Linked DNA regions of Mus musculus: regions 2 and 3 are each linked to region 1. Evidence: chromatin contacts called from public Hi-C and promoter capture Hi-C data. All regions are on one chromosome and are shown on one strand. The core of a region is the stretch at or near the end of the contact, and the rest is flanking DNA. Distances in the headings are between cores, read along the strand shown. Region 1 has its middle 80 kb from the start of Sucla2. Region 2 holds the start of Esd (esterase D/formylglutathione hydrolase). Region 3 holds the start of Cpb2 (carboxypeptidase B2 (plasma)).

The links. Promoter capture Hi-C pulls out the DNA fragments that hold promoters and counts their contacts. A called contact is a pair of places that touch in the nucleus more often than the background predicts.
Region 2: a contact with region 1 is called in a promoter capture Hi-C map of liver, with 7 times the contacts expected there. The contact joins the promoter of Esd here to the enhancer-like site in region 1. A contact is called at or near these places in 7 of 39 promoter capture datasets (the 3T3-L1 cell line, the HPC-7 cell line, embryonic stem cells and 2 more), 2 of 484 Hi-C or Micro-C datasets (liver and stem cell-derived germline stem cell-like cells) and 5 of 115 datasets of contacts at active chromatin or transcription factors (the NIH/3T3 cell line, bone marrow-derived macrophages, cardiomyocytes and 2 more).
Region 3: a Hi-C map of liver shows a contact between it and region 1, with 6 times the contacts expected there. The contact joins the promoter of Cpb2 here to the enhancer-like site in region 1. A contact is called at or near these places in 3 of 39 promoter capture datasets (liver and pre-B cells) and 1 of 484 Hi-C or Micro-C datasets (liver).

What each region holds. Positions count from the first base shown.
Region 1 is chr14:73,630,877-73,635,193 of GRCm38.p6, forward strand. No RefSeq gene overlaps it. Among named protein-coding and RNA genes, the nearest start is that of Sucla2, 80 kb to the left of the region's middle. Within about 2 kb of position 1,930, at least 51 of the 459 cell types and tissues checked have an H3K27ac peak or open chromatin away from gene starts, as enhancers often do. A contact at or near this core is called in the HPC-7 cell line and liver, where this site is marked.
Region 2 is chr14:74,729,883-74,734,013 of GRCm38.p6, forward strand. Esd (esterase D/formylglutathione hydrolase) reads left to right here and starts at 2,415. Exons shown (of 9, transcript NM_016903.5): 1 at 2,415-2,506.
Region 3 is chr14:75,239,389-75,243,566 of GRCm38.p6, forward strand. It overlaps Cpb2 (carboxypeptidase B2 (plasma)), which reads left to right and starts at 2,899. Exons shown (of 11, transcript NM_019775.3): 1 at 2,899-3,037. The coding sequence starts at 2,967.

The DNA of each region.
Region 1 (4,317 bases), core at 680-3,179:
CCATCATCCAGTTGCTACAGCTAACAGGGTGCCAAATATCAGTGACTTCATCAAAACTCAGTCCCCTGAAGTTCCGGAGTGAAGTCTGAGGTCAAGGTGCTGGCACTCTTGCTCCCTCTGAGGTGCACTAAGGAATCTGTGCTTTCCTATAGCTTTTTGGCTCTGTGGCATGCACACTAATCTCCATAGAGTTTCCTCCTTCTGTGTAGGCACCAGTCCCAAGTTTCTCCTTTGATAAGGATGCCACCATTGTAAGGAGGCCCTCTCAGTAGGACTATGGCCCAGAATTAACTATTGCATCTGTAGTAACCCTATTTCCAAAATTCTGAGGTATCAAAATTAGAACTTTATTGTATCTGTTTTTTTTTTTTTTTTTTTTTTTTTAGGTGGAAACAAACTAACAATATCATCACACTCCTTATACTCAGGAAAGAGAGAAATAGCCGCTATACAGTAAAAAAAAAGTAGCATTCCTAATACTTTGTGCCTTTAATAGCTTATAGGAGTCTTAGTCTTATGTATACTATGATTGTTTTCAAAGAAAGAAGAACTGATAATAAGAACCAATGGATGGAACAGAAGCTGGGTGACAGAGATTTGCTTCCTTACAGGAGGCACAAAGGTGTCCAGAGATACTTTGTAACTTATCTAAGGCCAATGGAAAAGATGGCTAGGGCCAGACACTCCAGTCTTTATCAGAACCTGGGCACATGCTATGCTATGTATTTCATTAACAACCGGCTCACGCCCAGTTTCTAAATCTCCGCAGGGATTGTCCTTAGAGGACCTAAAACTGTTTGCTGTCCCCATGGTCAACAGCCAGCTGGTGACTGGCAAGCAGGTGTTTAACCTGAGGTGACCCTTAGGACTTGACACATATTCTGGCTGTGGTTACAGGGCAAAGGTGAGTTTCAGACTTGCAGAGTCAGTTCCTGAAAGTAACTGCCAGTTCTTCTGGAGAAAGGACCCTGGAATGGTAAACCACCGGCTTTCTCCACATGAGCAGGACATAGACAAAGTGAATGTTTCAAAAGGGACATCAGGGGAAAACTGCTCTGCCCTGCTCTCCATCTGGCGCCATGCTGCCATCGCTGGGCTTAGAGCTTTGTCACTTGGAGAACTAAGTGCTCAGCTCTTCTGACAGAGGGGCTCTGTCCCTGGACCACCTGGTAGTGCTGGATTTCCAAGTTGGTGGGTTGGGGGGGGGCTTTGATATTAAGGGTGCTCTCTAGATTCTACGATACTTTTTTCTTCTTCTTCTTTTAGCATGGATGTTGGTGTGAGGATTTGTGATGATGGAATGGTTTCCCAAGATTCCCAAGCTTGCCACCTCTGCCAGGGCATTCAGTCACAAAAGTACAGCAGCCCCGGATCTTTCTTCCTGTCTTCCCTCTCTTCCGCATTATCATATATTTATGTGCAGTCAGAGCTTACATGTATGCATTAGCCCATCTCCATACTTCTTGGGGGCATATCTGAGAATATTATTGAAATGCTTCCAAACCTGTTCTTTTTTTTTTTTTTCTTTTCCCCATAATGCAATTTAAGGCCTCAGTGAGGGAAGCTGTTTCAGGGGGCAGACTTGGAACTGAGTTTTCTCTTTCCATCATTATCTTGAAGCTAGGGGTTCCTCACAGGGAGCAGCCTTGGCTTTTGTAGGGCGCTAACCCAAGTATGTGGATTTCTGTGGGTTGCCTTTCTTCTTTCTCCATCCAGTGGTGGCTTATTAGTGTCTCACCCGGACAGGAGCAATCCTGATCAAGGCAACTCTCTTTGTTGTTTGAGAACCCGATGACATGTGTGAGAAAGGAAATCTTGGATTTTGGCTGAAGTTGGACTTCTGATTGACCCGTCCTTTGAGTACACTCTCCAGTGCCTCTGACCTTGGAGAATTAGAAGTGTTTTGCCAACGCCTCTCGCTGTGACTGGCATGCAGTCAGTGTTTGTTGTACGGAATTGTTTCTGATTAGTCATGGCACCGAGCCCGGGCAGACTGGCTGAGCATCAGAAACATCATGGGGTGGCTTCCTGCTGAGGAAGTCTTCCTGGGCAATGTAAGTTTTAGCGGTTGGTCTTGATACCATCTGCACTTGTGGTAAAAGTACCATGGACTTCGACTTCAACAATAAGGACTTATTGTCTCAGCTCTGGAGGCTAGAGGCCCAGATCAGTGAGTTGGCAGGATCAACTTCTCCCAGGGCCTCTGACCTTGGCTGGCAGATGGCAAGTCTCCTTGTCCTCACATGCCCTTCCCTTGAGTGTGGCCTCCTCATATTAATTTCTCTTTTTCTTTAAATGGCCATTAATCTTTTCCTGTTTTTCTCCCCTTCCTCCTCCCCCTCCTCCTCCTCCCCTCTCCTCCTTTCCCTCTTCCTCCTTTCTCTCTCTCTCTCTCTCTCTCTCTGCCTCTCCCTGTTTCTCTTTCCCTTTCTCCTTCTCTCCTTCTTCCTTTTTTCTTTTTTGAAACAGGGTTTCTTTGTATAGCCCTGACTGCCCTGGAACTCAACTCTGTAGACCAGGCTGGCTTCGAACTCAGAAATCTGCCTGCCTCTGCCTCCCAAGTGCTGGGATTAAAGGCATGCACCACCACTGCCTGGACCTTCCTTCCTTCCCTCTTCCTTCCTTCCTTCCTGCCTTTTTTTTTTTTAAATAGAGTCTTAATTATATAGCTTTGGCTTTTTAAAAAAGCTTATTATGTAGACTAGGCTGGCCTCAAACATGTAGAGATCCATCTGTCTCTGCTTTTGAGAGTGGTGGGATTGGAGGTATGCACCACTATGCCTGGCCTTTAGTCCTTTTCTTAAAAGGCTGTAAGTTAGATTGGACAAGAGCCTATCCATAGGATCTCATTTACCCCTAGTGACCTCTTTAAAACCACTGTTCCATTCTGAAATACTGGGGCCTGGGGCCTCAATAGATGAGTTTGGGGGCAAGGAACATAGATTGATGCATATGCCACATACATTTTTTGTACTTCTGAAATCAAGGGATCAGGAACTATCAAGATAGGAATGAACTTTAACCACCAATTCCTCCAGACTTATCTACAGACCAGGAACATTGAGAGAATATTGATGTGCCCAATTTTGTGCAAATCTCTCTCTCTCTGCGAGTGAGTGTGTGTGTGTGTGTATGTATGTGCTCAGCTGGGGAACAGCAAGGCCCAATGATTCAGATTGTCTTCTATGTCTTCAGAAATAAGGATTTCTGTTTGTTCTGCATAGAAGGTCTCTCGAAGGTAATAGTACCCTTCCTGTTTCTGGTGGAGAGCAGTCCCTGTGATGAGCAAAGCCCCATATCTCAAGTCATCAGAAATACATAAAACCATAAAACATCAAGGAGAGAGAGCAGAGGATGCCTCTCTAGTCCTTTCTGTTCTATACTGTGGATACACTTTGAGAAATATAGTGCACATTTACTACGTGACTGGACACGTGATGAAGGAGTATAAATGTGACCACACAGACAGTTGGAGCTAGAGCATTGGTTTCCTTTGCTCCACCTCTCTATTCTTTTCTAAGGACACACATGTATTGGTTCACCTTACATTGCATCGCTGAGATCCACTTGTGGTGATGCCATTGAGAGAAACTCAGCAAAGAACTTCTTGTGAGTTTCCTAAGGCTTCTTGCTGTTTCCAGGCCTTGGGCCAATTGGCAAGCCTTGCGGTTTCTTCTGGATTGAACTGCCTTTGCTGGTTAGTGTGTGGTGACTGCCGAGTGGACTGGACTGCATCTGCTGATTCATATTTGGTGTTTGCTATGGGACTGAACTGCTGATATCCTGACAACAAAGACTGGACTCACCTCCAAAGAACTATTTTTAAACAGGTCTACTTCCCCCATGTCCTAATAACTTTTCTTTTCCACTACCTCTGGTGGGTGATGGGCTAGAGGAGAGAGGTTGGAAAAAGTTTATGTCTACAGTTTATTTGTTTTTAGTTCAGGTGTCCTATCTAGATACGAGGCTGTGGTGTTGAAATCACCCACTATCATTGTATCAGGATCTATTTTACTTTTTATGCTCATTAGTGTTTCTGTTGTAAAATTGGGTACACTCATATCTGGTGTGTGCACAGTTAAAATTTTTGTTTCCATTTTATGAATCATTCTTTCTATTAATACACAGTGATCTTCTTTATCTTTTTAAATTTTGGTTTGAAGCTGTCTTTTCAAATACCAGAATGGCTATGGCAGCATGGATAGTGGTTACTTTCAGTGCGTGAAATACATCTTTCCACACCTTCCTGGCTTGATTTTTTTCTTTTTCGAGACAGGGTTTCTCTGTATAGCCCTGGCTATCCTGGAACTCACTCTG
Region 2 (4,131 bases), core at 1,165-3,664, 1.1 Mb after region 1:
TCCCTGGCAAAAGATGAAGGGACCAGAACTCCTGCTCTTTGCAGTGAACTTATACCAAGGTACTCCTCTGCAAACCAGAAAGAGAGCCCTCACCAGGGACAGAATGGCCCAACTACTTGATCTTCGATTTTCAGCCTTCAAAATCATAGTAAATACATTTCTGATATGCTCCAGCCCAGTGTATAAAGTTTTTGGAAAGCCAAGACAGTTCCCATCCCCACAGATCTGAAGCAGATTGGAGTTTTCGTCATTTTCATTGAGTTCTTTTATTGGTTGCATCCCGCTCATAGCTCATATTCATTCAAACTGAGAAACTGAATATTCTCAGTCACAGACCTAGAGGTCAGCAGTGCTTAACCTGTGGGGTGCACCCCCTTTGGAGGGCCAAATGGCCCTTTCACAGGGGTCATGTAAGGCCATCAAAAACCAGATATTTGCCAGGTGGTGGTGGCGCAAGCCTTTAATCCCAGCACTTGGGAAGCAGAGGCAGGCAGATTTCTGAGTTTGAGGCCAGCCTGGTCTACAAAGTGAGTTCCAGGACAGCCAGGGCTACACAGAGAAACCCTGTCTCGAAAAACAAAAAACAAAACAACAACAGCAACAAAACCCAAAAAACAAACAAAACAAAACAAAACAAAACAACAAAACCAGAGATTTACATTATGATTCATAACAGTAGCAAAATTACAGCTATAAAGTAGCAACAAAAATAATTTTATGGTTGGGAGTCACCACAATACAAGGAGCTGTATTAAATGGCTGCAGTATTGGGAAAGTTGAGAACCACTGCTCTAGGTAATTTTGGACATATTTCTTTAAGTGATTACTATTCATTCATTTTCATTATCAGAAATATCAACATTACTTTCAGATTCGGTTTTCTTTACTTTCACACCCAAATAACAATATATAGTATTAATGTTCTTGAAAATAGAAGTTTTGATCTAGTATAATTTCATGCTGACTGAGAGAAACTGTCATTATGATTATTACCACTAATATGGATACAAGAACTCTTTGGAGTTAGTTTGTACCTTAAAGAGATCAAGATACTAATTGAACACCCTTTAAACTTTGTTCAAGCATTTAACAATTAGAAAGAATTTGCAGACTTGGGTAATCTTTCATAACTTCAGTTGTGAAACTCAGTTTGAAAAAAAATTACCTTTCCAATAAATTACATTTAAAAGTAGTTAGCTTGGGAGTGATAGAGTATACCTTTAATCCCAGCATTCGGGAGACAAAGGTAGGGGGATTTCTGAGTTCAAGACCAGCCGGTCTACGTAGTAAGTTCCAGGCTAGCCAGAATTACATTTAAGACTCTGTTAATAATAATAATTTTAAGAATTTACCTTAATGCTTTCTCAAAATAACATTCTTTGGTTAACCATTAAACAGGTACACAAATGCCTGCCACATGACACAGAAAAGCAACGTTCTGCGTGGCAGCTCATCCACACAGGTTATATTCCACTGAGCTCAGCTCACCTACTTGTTTTTTAGCCTGACTAGCCACATAACTTGCAAGTCCCCCAGCAAAACTAAGATGGAGAGCCTATACACACAGAGCAGGCACTGGGTCCTTCTGACAGTTTGTTGCAAATGCACAGGCTGCGTGATTATTAAACCAGACAATCTTACAGGTTATACATAGTATCCACAACCTAGCAGCCTAAATACTGGTTTTAAAAACTGCTTGTAATATTTAATTTTCTGAACAAAGTACACTTGCTGGTTAAATTGGATGAAGTTGAGAACTGCTGTAAATGATTAACCAGAAACCCTGACACAGTTCAACTTTTATTGAGGGAAGAGGGGAGAAAAAAATGGACATTGAAAAGAGTTAATGAATGTGTCCTCCTCCTAGAAGCTCCAAATCAAGCAGGTGCAGAGTAGATGTGGAATGAGGGTGGAAATGTGAAATTTCTGCTCAGGTTTCCAAACAACTGCAGAGTTCCACACAAGCCCTTTCCACAAGTTAACTGGGAGAGGCCAGCTGGTGTACTAGAGCCTCATTCTCTTGTTGCCTTCTGGGAGCATCTGAAGCAAGTTACAGAGGTCTAGAGGTCCAGTGTCATGACAGACACACTTTTGGCTCATCCTGACACACCGCGGAAACAGGAACCCGGCGAAAAGTCTCTTGGGAATGGCCTTGTAGGGGAGGGTCGGGGTCCGGGAACTCCTAGTCTCCCTTGGGGTGTATCCATAGGGCAGGTCTGCTAGGAGAGTGCGCGCCCTGGGGGCGGTGTCTCAGAATGGGAGCAGCTCAGGAGGGAGGGCTGGGGAGGAGAGGGGCAGAGAAAGGGAGGGACTTGAGGGCGGGGCCGTGAGAGGGGACCAGAGTAAGCGGCCAAAGGAGGGGACGGGCCCAAAGGGAGGAGCCTCTACGTGGGACCCGCCCCGGAGGCCGGGGCGGGACATATGGTGTGGGCGGAGCCAGAGGCAGTGCTCGGGGCGGAAGCCCCAACCTTCTTCCCTGGCGAGTTAGAAGCTGCCCCTCACCGAGGTAAGATGGAATGGGTCGTGAGTCCCAAGCATTCTCTACTACCTGGTTTTCGGGCGGCTGTGCGCGGACGCCTAGACCTGCGGTGGTGATAGCAGCGGGGAATGGTGACGATCTCTGCACCCTTCCCGCCGCGGTAAGGCAGGCCTCGTCCCGCAGGGCCTGCTAATCGCTTTAACTTCGGGGAGCTGGAAACAATGTGTGACCTGGGGCGCCAGGCTCGCTGGGATGCTCGGGTTGGTGGAGTGCCCGCCGGGACGGCATTTCGCCGAGCATTCCCGCGCGGAGCCCGGGGAACGCTTTCCCTCCGGGATCCCAGCCTGGGCTGCAGGCGACGCCACTAGGGCCCTGAGGTGTCTTGGGCAGCGCGCTCGAGGCCGTGCCCAGTGGTAAAAATTCAGGTGTAGGCGGCCGTCCATAGGTGATTTGTGGTTGAGTCGTCAGAAAGATGGCACTTATGTTATTTAAAATTAATAAAATTCACCATTTTTTATGTAGGCCATATTAGGCCTAATGGTCAGCAATCTATAGGCATTCTTTGAAAAGTTAAAGGAATGAAACCCCAGGCTTCTATAACAGTATTGTTTGTAGTGGGACATACTAGTAAGAAAGTAGACTAAGGTTTTAATTAGCTCTTAGCTATATATAATTGCTATGATGATACTGAGATTTTGTTTTATTTTGTTTTTGAGACATTGTAGTTCTGACTGTCCTGGAACTCACTTTGTATACCAGGCTGTTCTCGAACGCCTGGTTCTCCAGGGATTTAGGGCGCGTGCAACGAAACTTTTAAAGTTCAACTTTTGAGACATTTCAGATATAAGATAGGCTGTACAGGCAAGGATCTAAGTTTAATTTTAAATGTGTTGGGTTTTGCTATAGCGATGCGAAATAAATGCATAGCAGTTTGGCACTAATGCTTAAAATTTGAATATGAAAAGACAGATTTAGATTTTTCAGCCCAGAAGATGTGTTTGAAATTTAGGGACTATGAGTTAGGGGGAAAATATGTGACAAGAACTGGGAAAGGGGCGTGGGGTGGGGGAGTTGGGAACTAAGAATGAAATAGAGGGGGGGGGAGGCAGGACAGGCTTTGAGTAAAGAAATGGTGGTCAGGACTGTGAATTTATGCCTTCCCCAAAGCAGCAGAATATGCTTATTCATTGTGAAGCAGCAAAAGTGTGTTGCCATTGTCAAAGGTCTGTGACTAAGCCCTGACTAAGTCTGGAGGCAACTGTATCTTAACAAACAACATAGGTCCTGAGAAACTTAAGAAAGTTCATTCTTGGGTGAGCATACCAGAATCAGCTTATGCAACCTAGATGGTACTTTGGAGTGTGAACATGTACAAGGTATAGAATATGGTAGGCAGTTTTAACACGATGGCAACTACTGGTGTGTCTACACACAAAGGAGACAGAGTAAATTATGGCATAAAAGATTTTCAACAAATAGAATGCCAGTAAAAGAATGCTTTTTGTAACTAGAGCTTACAGGTCCAAAGCAAGTCAGTAAGTCAATTTTGCTATGAGTTAGGGAATGTAAGTGACCTGGACGAAGCTACACTAAACCTATTTTAAAATATCTTATTCATACTTTAACTTTTTTTTTATTTTATAAACTGTAGT
Region 3 (4,178 bases), core at 1,649-4,148, 1.6 Mb after region 1:
GAATAGATACGAACACACAGGTCCTCACCCATAAGCATTAAAATCCAGTACAAATGTATACTCAGAGACTGTGGCAGCATGCACAGGGCCTGCACAGGGCCAAGCTAGATGGGGTCCCCTTGTTCAGAGAAAGACTTGGACATGAGCTCCCATCCCTTACCAAGAAGCTATAGCTGCTTGAAGTGAAAAGGTAGCTTTCTTCAATGGCGTCTCACTGGATATACAAACCACACTTAAGGGCAGGCTCCATGTCCAGCAGTAGATGAGCAGCTCAAAAGGAACTCACCAGTGGGTTTTGTAGCTTTTTTTCTTTTTTTTTCCTCATATTGCTTTGTTTGGGCTGTTTTGTTTTGTTTCGCCTTACTGGTTTTTAGAGTGTATATTATGGTTTCTGATTTTGTGTTTTTATGGTGTGTGTGTGTTGTGCTTTTTCTTTGTTTTATCCTGCTTTGCTTGTTTGTTTTTTAGTTTGCCTGTTTTGTTTTCTAAAAAGAAAGGGGAAGGATGGATGGAGGTGGAAGGACGGGAGGTGGGGAAAACCTGGGAAGAGATGAGGAAGGGGATGCCATGACCAGAGTATGTTGTATGAAAAAAAAAAAAAAAGGTTTGTTTTCAATGAAAAGGAAGAGTTACTTGGGCTAGTTTCCTTCTCCTTCCCCCCTCCCCCTCCTCCCCCTCCACTCCTCCCCTTCCCCTCCACCTCCCCTTCCTCCTCCTCCTCATCTCTGTGTCTGTTATTTACTTGAAACCCAGATTTATTTGCTCTTGTTTGTATTCATCATTTGAATTTATGTTCCTTTATTTTGGGGATGTGAAAACACAGCATGCCCTACTCAAAAGGTTTATGCAGATAAATATCTCTCTCTCTCACCATCGCTTCTCTGCCATCTCTCCACACATGCCTGTGGGAGAGCAAAACCACCGATTTATGATCTATTCTACCTGTGATTTGCTTTACAGAAACCATTTTCAGGGGAAGTCATCTTAACCCAGTGACTTTGCTTTGGTGGCTTTAAATCTCAGGGGAAGACTGAAACGTCCCCCCACCCCCACCCCCACCCCCCACCCCTACCCCCAGGTGTCTGTTGTGGAAAAACTGGATGGACTCATTTGTAAATTTCCCTGCCCTAATCTCAGGAACATTTTAGTGTATTTACAAGCCGGTATGTGGGGAAGGCTGTCAGGACTCTGTCTGCTTACAGAGTGCAGATGCCACCTGAGACTGAACCGAATGTCAGATGGTGCTCAGTGATGGGTGGAGGGCCTTCATTGAGATAGTGGCTACCTTGATGACGTTCTCTGAACAAACATAACCCAGAGCCTGCCTAAACTCTTTACTGCTTGTACCAGCCCCATGATACTGGGCCTATCTTTCCTTATGGTTAAAGAAAGATATTTTTGCTGGGCAAGTGGTGGTGCACGCCTTTAATCCCAGCACTTGAAAGGCAGAGGCAGGCAGGTGGATTTCTGAGTTCGAGGCCAGCCTGGTCTACAGCGTGAGTTCCAGGACAGCCAGGGCTATACAGAGAAACTCTGTCTCGAAAAACCAAAAAAAAAAAAAAAAAAAAAAGAAGAGAAAAGAGAAGAAGAACGGTATTTTTAATGGAGACTCTAGAGTCTTCTCTACACAGACCCTGCTGCTCAGCTTTTTAAGCCACATTTTGCAAACTCACCTTCTATCTTCACCTAAGTTGAAAATGTTGACAAGGACACAGTCAGAGGAAGAAAGCATTCTTCTGCACTGAGGCTTCTCCATGACATGGACCAGGATCGTCTCGGCAGTCTTCATGACTGTGAGTCTTCCGTGAATCAGATCATATCCTCTGAGAATATTCCAGGCCTTCTCTGAGGGATTAATTATCTCCTAGGTGTGTCTACCCGGCTATCCACAAGCTACAATGCATTTATTTTTTTTTTTTCTTTTCTTTTTTTTTTTTTTTTTTTTTCCATTTTTTATTAGGTATTTAACTCATTTACATTTCCAATGCTATACCAAAAGTCCCCCATATCCACCCACCCCCACTCCCCTGCCCACCCACTCCCCCTTTTTGGCCCTGGTATTCCCCTGTACTGGGGCATATAAAGTTTGCAAGTCCAATGGGCCTCTCTTTCCAGTGATGGCCGACTAGGCCATCTTTTGATATATATGCAGCTAGAGTCAAGAGCTCCGGGGTACTGGTTAGCTCATAATGTTGTTCCACCTATAGGGTTGCAGATCCCTTTAGCTCCTTGGCTACTTTCTCTAGCTCCTCCATTGGGAGCCCTATGATCCATCCATTAGCTGACTGTGAGCATCCACTTCTGTGTTTGCTGGGCCCCGGCATAGTCTCACAAGAGACAGCTACATCTGCGTCCTTTCAATAAAATCTTGCTAGTGTATGCAATGGTGTCAGCGTTTGGATGCTGATTATGGGGTGGATCCCTGGCTATGGCAGTCTCTACATGGTCCATCCTTTCATCTCAGCTCCAAACTCCGTCTCTGTAACTCCTTCCATGGGTGTCTTGTTCCCAAATCTAAGGAGGGGCATAGTGTCCACACTTCAGTCTTCATTCTCCTTGAGTTTCATGTGTTTAGCAAATTGCTACAATGCATTTATAAGAGGCCCAAAGCAAAATCAGAAATTTACTAAAAGCATGAACCTTTTTGAGTTTGTTTAGTTCAATTGCATGACTTTCATGACGTCATGCCACAATGCCAGGATTAAAATTGTCTAAATTAAACACAATGGTTGAGCTCATCATCATGATTTGTTGTTTTGGTTTTTTGAGGGTTCAGATATCAGACGACCTAACTAATTGTACGTGTATGTTTCTTTTAGACTGTGGGAGTGGAGGCTCAGTAAACTGAGCTGCGGGAGCCAGAGGGAGCCCACTGTTACACTTTAACCAGTGTGCAAAGAAGGCTCTTAGGCAATTAGTTACCTGGGACTTTCTCCCCAAGGGCTTGCTCACAAGTCACTGTTGGGATGAAGCTTCATGGCCTTGGAATCCTGGTAGCCATCATCCTCTATGAGCAGCATGGCTTCGCCTTTCAGAGGTAACACCAGGGGCCTAGGCGGGCTGGGTCCTTCCCACTTGTGTGCCTCTCACAGAGCAGAAGTAGTGTCCTGGGATAGAGAGCCAACTGGGTAGAGGCCAGTTCCTTCAGAGACTTGAAGTCGTTTGGGTATAACAGGGTATCAGTAGTACTTTTTTTTTCCATTTTCTGCTTTCATTTTACCAGTGTGATAAGTATACTCAGAGGCTATGGAGATTAAATAAACAAATCGGACCTTGACGAATCGCCTGTACCTTCACATAACACATGATTTATATTCTTCCTGCCTTAACACATAGATATATGAACTAAATAAATAAGTTTTAATCTTGTTCATAGAGCATAGGAGAGGCTAAAGGTAAAGGTATGAAATAGACCTGGATTACACACAGTCATTGAGCAGAGACCGAGAGAGGGTGCTGAGTTACAATGGACGGATAGAAGAACTTAGCTATTTCTTCATTAGCTTCGTTGGAGTGATTTCCTGAGAATCTTTGACCGTAAACTAATTAGGACACAAATGAATAAATGTTAGAGCACACTGAATACATGGGATAACAGTTGCAGCATACCTGCTTGGTTATTATTATTAACTAGGCGAGGCTAAGCTTTAAAATTGACATATAACTTTGGGATGGTGATACTTTTTTTTTGTTTTGTATCTATAACCCTTTTCCAGTTGTCTCTGAGATGGGCCCTTGTCTTCTTCTTACAGAATCGCAGGGAGAGACAGCACTTGATCTGTCTGGGTGGGGAAAAGTCTATGCGTCAAAATCTTTTCTGAGTTAGAAAACCCATAGAATGTTCACTCATTCAGGTAATGTTGTACAGCTGAAGCTGTGTTTAGGATAGCTGGCTGATTCTCTTTTGTTCAGTGTGATTGTCAAGTAGCAAGCAGTAAATTCCATTGTGAGAGACTGGCTGTTAATGAGTTCATACAAAGATCAGAAGTGCTAGAACAGTTGGTGACTCGTGCATCTATATTTTATTAATAGTTAAGTAAGTATGATTTTAGGATCTTTGTAGGTTCTAATATTCCATAACTTGATGACTGTCTTTTGTTAGAAGGTAGCAGCAACTCTGATAACATCATCTAACCCTAACCGTAACCGTAACCGTAACCCTGACCCTAACCCTAATC